Regions from separate parts of the Hordeum vulgare genome. Here region 1 is linked to region 2. A link is a contact called in public Hi-C data. All regions are on one chromosome and are shown on one strand. The core of a region is the stretch at or near the end of the contact, and the rest is flanking DNA. Distances in the headings are between cores, read along the strand shown.

Region 1 (2,831 bases), core at 256-2,755, 370 kb before region 2:
GATAATTTGGGTCAGGTTTTGGACGTACGTGAGAGAGAGCCATGCGAGATTTACCAAGGAAAAAAAAATACCTAGGAGATTGTGTCAGATTTTGGTGTGGTTTGGTTCATTGGTTCTTTTTGTTGGCGCAAGAGATTTTTTTGGCACAAGAGTAACATAAATCATAGGGAATTTTAACTAATCTTAGAATTTTCAGGATTGATCTACACCGTAGTAATTCGGCCCCACGGGATCAACGGTTCCTAATTTTTAATTAACATGGGAATTTTTAGAAAGTCTAGAATTAGTATAAGTATAGATAGATTGTAATAATTCTATCTTTGCAAGAAATATAATACAACTTCCTCATTTTCCCTTTAGTTATACTCTAGCCTGAGATTTAGCCCTATGTCACACTTATAGATACAACTAATATCATATTATTGGCCAACGTTCCGTGGGGCCATGTTTATAACCCTACATCTTAGGGATAAAAACTAAGACAGAAGTTCCTAATAAAAAGTATAAGCACGGTGCTGGAGATATTTTCCATTGGTTACCATTAAAACGTATATAGTTGACATATTATTGTATAATATTATGCGTACGTGCATATACATAGCCACCGACAGCATTCACATACAAGCATGTTTTCTCGAGCCATGTTGGTACATGAACATGGACATACACATATTCTTAGGAACAAATAAGAAAGATAAATGGAGAAGGAAAACCCAAAGCAATGTCAGAGTTGACAAAACTGCAATGGCACTTTATATGTGGCCCATCGTCAGTGAGCTGTTTATGCCTTGCCGGACTCCTCGCAGCCTGGTGGCTTGAAGGCGATGAAGCTGACGCACTGCACCTGACGCATGTTGTCGAATCCGATGATGCGGACATACGCGTCAGGGTACTCCTTCTTGACCTCCTCCACCTCGTTGAGCACCTGTGTGGCGTCGGTGCATCCGAACATAGGCAGCTTCCACATTGTCCAGTACCGGCCATCGTAGTACCCAGGAGATGCGTTGTGCTCACGGAAGATGAACCCAACCTTGCTGAACTCGAGGCAAGGCACCCACTTGGAGCGGATCAGGTAGTCGACCTGCTTAAGGAGGGCCTCCGTGCTGAGTGGTGGCAAGTAAGACAGGGTCTCGAACTTCTTGATGCCCTCGATGGGCCACACCTGCAAATCAGATTCACGTCTATACATTAAGAGACTATAACTCTAGTTCTACACGTTTGATTGTTCTTCTTGACATCCGTCGGCTTAAAAATGACTAGAAAGACAGAGACGATGTTGTTTACCTGCATGCACCTGATCCTTCCACCGTTGCTGACGCTGCCGAGGCTAGCACCGTTCGAGCGGCGGCTGACGGGGAGGCCGGCGGTGGACTTGAGCCCCTGGAAAGGAGCGACGGAGGTGGCCGACGAGGCCATCACGGTGGGGGCCATAGCTGTACTATGTAGGTATATAGCTTGCTAGAGGGAGGCACACTGGCTTGAGGACTGGTTCGTTGGGTCAGCAAGGCTTATATAACCCTTGGGCCCTTCCTGAACAAGATGTGGAAGGAGTGGCTGCCGTTCGGCAGCGGCGATAAGCCCCCGCGGATCACCGCGTCCTGATAAGGTCGGGATAAACAACCACATGTCTGCGCGCCTTATCCTCTGCACCATAGAATCAACGGCCGTGTGCCCTGCTAGCTGCTGGCCCTACTCATTGCTTGCTACTTGCACTCATGCCCATTTGCATTATTCTCCAGGTTGGCTGTACCGTATATATGGTGAGATAGTGAGATGTATCAGCATTGCTACGCCTACTAACTAGAGTTAACTTTTATTTGAGGGAAACTAGAGGTGATTATATATTGTGAAAGGGCATCTGCCTTAGGTACACTTCCAGATTAATACTTGGCAAACACAGCTTCCTTCATCCTACACGGTTAGTATGCCGAAGTCATGTCCGTGATATGATGTCTCAAGTCTCAGCATAGATAGTTTATGAAATGGTTGTGTCGCTGTGAAAACCGGTCGACTTTGGCCGCCGTTTGCAATCTCACTTTCGGATTCAACAGTAAGATACTCCTAAGCATGGCATTGCTAGCTGCTTGATGTCTCTCATGTAGAATTTTCTTTGAGTGTACAAACTCAAAGGAATAAATTAAGGCAAACATCACAACAATAAGAACAACATTACATAAAAATAAAAAAAACAGTGATGACAATGATCATCAATGTACAAAATCACACGAACAAACTAAGGCTAGCATCACAATTCATCACAACAACAACAAAAACAACGATGGTGATAATGATGATGATGCAAAATTGTGTGATCACCTCATTTTCTACACCGAGGTGGTGTTGGTTAGTCGTTGGCTCTCACTCTCCATCTCTCCCTCTCCTTCTCCCTCTCTCCCTCTCTCCCCATCCCTCCCTCTCTCTCCCTCCCTCCCTCCCTCTCTCTCTCTCCCTCTCCCTCCCTCCCTCCCTCCCTCCTCTCTCTCTCTCTCTCTCTCTCTCTCTCTCTCTCTCTCTCTCTCTCCCTCCCTCCCTCCCTCCCTCCCTCTTCCTCCCTCTCCCTCTCCCTCCCTCCCTCCCTCCCAAACAAGCATCCTCACATCACTCCCAAACCTATCCCGTACCCATAATAGAGGATATGTGGTGCGAGAGTTGCAACCTGAAAAGTGCATGTGTGTGACAGCCCGAGACCGACGTTCTATAAGATTCCCCTCATATTTTATTGCCGTCGTGCGATTAGATTGTCTGTCACATTCATCATCGCATCATGCGCATCATCTGCATTGCATCGGCACTCCGTTGCCGCTAGTTTTCAAAACCTGCATCCGTTATTA
Region 2 (2,718 bases), core at 88-2,587:
AAAAGTGCAACCCACGTTCATGCAAAGGCTAAAGAAGAAGTAAAGAATGAAATATCAGTTGACAAAAATAGCTTCTGGAATTACCTATTTAGACTAGAGACAACAAATCCTCTCTCCAACGCCTCCTTGCAAACGTGTGAACCAACGAAACCACTTCCACCTAGCACAAGCAGCTATATTGACACAAAGGTCAGAGGCATCCTAACAAAAGATGGAACACAAGAACAAACACACTCACAAATTGTGTCAAACGCGCCAAAAGCATATAATGAGCTACACCAGTTATACCAAAAATAAAAAAGATAACCATCTCTATAAATAGAACAGTATTACATGTACAGCTGTGCATGCATGAAACACCACTCCATGCGGAAATGTTGTGCATACATGTATAACATGATTATCAATGTGAAGTATCAATACAATGTTAATGAAACGAAATAAGGGTGAAGTTAGAAACTGAACAGGGGTATCCAATTTTCTCCACTTGTCCCCTGATATTCCCAACTATATATCTGTGGCATTTCTGCTTTCTGATGTATAGAGCCTCACTCCCAATACTGATCATCAACTATAAACTTATAGAGTAAGGTCTCACGAGTCTCGAGTTTCAGCGCCCCCCCCCCCCCCCAACACACACACACACACACATGATTGCTATAATGTGATTCCAGTGGGCATGAGGAAAACTGTTCTATCCACAACAGGATGTATCTGCTGGTGCCACGGTGCTCATCCACATGGCAAAAATGAGCCTCTCGGAGCATATGGGTATGAACAGTAAGTACCATCGAGATGTAACAAAACGATCTCCAGCAAACTAGGAAAATGCACTCAATCGCACCATTACCTTATCAGGAGAAGGTGGCGGCGGCGGCACCTTCACGGGTTCTGCCTCCTCGACCTTGAAAGGCTCGTCAACCAGCCGGGAATCCCTGGGCGTGGCATCGCTCGAGAACGCCTTGCCGTTCTTTAATAGAACTGGCGAGCTGCTCACATCGTCCCACCCAGGGTAAGAGAAAACACAGTCGGCGATAATATCTCGGCAACAAGAAGAAATTAGGATTCCGCGCTACAATCCGGTCGCCAAATGCGGCTCGCGACTGCGATAAAGCCACCGCAATGTCCTCGGGGCTGTCTGAAACGCATGACACGAGAAGGGACGACGGGGGTCACCTGAGACGGGAGGGCGAGGCAGAGCTGGAGGAGCGGATCAGGTGGCTCAGGGCCGACCTCATCGCCGCCGACGACGAACTCTCCTCGCGGCCGCGCCGAAAACGGAGGGACGGGGGATCGAGCAGGGGGGAACGGGGGCAAAGGTGTGTGTAACAGTGGAATGTTCGCGAGAGGGGGTTTGGGATCTACTATATGGTCCGCGCGGATGGCGGAAGCGGCCCAGGTGGCGCAGCCAGGGCGTGCCAGGTCGCGGCTTGACGTGCGGTTCCTAGGCGGCGAACGTAGCGACTAGCGAAGTCGTGTGCCATGCCGCGGCCGTTCCGGGTGTTTTGGCTGTGTTTTAGGTTGGTCAAAACTCACGTTACCATCTCTCATCAAAAGGAAGAAAAAAAAACACATCATATGTGTAGTGATCAACTTCATATTTAAAATAATTTTGCTAAAATACATCTAGATGTGATATACATATTAGTTTTAAGAAAAGTTCATATTTAAAATTGTGATAAATACACCCACGGTCATTGGAATTGAGACGGAAGCACGATACGATCATCCAGCTTTGGAATACGGCTGTTACGGTCATTATATACGATGTGACGTGAAAATATGATCACGGTTGCGCGTATGTGGTGTGTACATGCTCGTTTGACCACTTGTTGACCAGTCGTTGGGGTGGCGAACCGCGGACGTGACGCTATGCAAAATAAGCAAAAAAACTTGGGCATTGCTGAAACCCTCATTCATCCCTCCTTCACTGACGACGCCTCTTCGTCTTTGATTGGCGAAAGGGGAGACGTTGCATAGGCGACGTCGCCCCGGCGATCATCGGCGTCCCGGCGAGGGCAGGTGTTGACTTCTTCTATGGTTGCAGAGGCGCCGCCACCGCGTCTGTTCCACCGGCGATAGGTGGTGGCGATGGCCCCTCTTCGTCGCGAGAAGGGACGCCATCTCCGTGTACAATAAGTCTTCATCTTGCGTAAATCCGAGTTTTTTGTGTTTTGATGTTTAAAACCCCTCCTTTTTGGCCCGCACTATCATTATAGATGCTTTGCGGTTGGTAGTTTCGATGGATTGTACTAGGGTTTCAGCAATGGATTTGGTGATTTGAGAATCGGGGCTTAGATTTTAGATACTCAACTGAAATGATACTGAAGTCGATTCTGATGCATGTTGTTTGTTGTATAGGCCCTCGAAGCACCCATTTATGTGTGGAAATCAATCATGATGGATTTTTTGTTGGGCATGGAAGGAACCGTGCTTATGTTAATGGTCGTGCCATTTGATATGATAATCTGGAGAAGGTCATTTGATCACCAATTATGATTGAACACCTTGTTGAGGAGATTGGTTATGAGATGGCAGGGAGGTTGAAGGTATACTACTGTGTCCCCATCCTTACACTCAGTAATAATGGTCTCACGGAGCTTAGTCTTGATGAGAAGACAGATAGAATGTTGTTGTTTGTTGATATTGGACACCGTTCCTTTGGTAGCTATCTTAATATGATGATGAAATCTTAAAAGCAAACCTAAATGAGGATGA

The links. A called contact is a pair of places that touch in the nucleus more often than the background predicts.
Region 1: a contact with region 2 is called in a Hi-C map of seedling, with 3 times the contacts expected there. The contact joins the promoter of LOC123452831 here to the promoter of LOC123395035 in region 2. A contact is called at or near these places in 2 of 6 Hi-C or Micro-C datasets (leaf and seedling).

What each region holds. Positions count from the first base shown.
Region 1 is chr5H:357,081,535-357,084,365 of MorexV3_pseudomolecules_assembly, reverse strand. LOC123452831 (ribulose bisphosphate carboxylase small subunit, chloroplastic) reads right to left here and starts at 1,505. Exons shown (of 2, transcript XM_045129554.1): 1 at 1,285-1,505; 2 at 536-1,162. The coding sequence starts at 1,431. The coding sequence ends at 782.
Region 2 is chr5H:356,710,639-356,713,356 of MorexV3_pseudomolecules_assembly, reverse strand. It overlaps LOC123395035, which reads right to left and starts at 1,337. Exons shown (of 10, transcript XM_045089950.1): 1 at 1,177-1,337; 2 at 851-989; 3 at 85-173. The coding sequence starts at 1,238.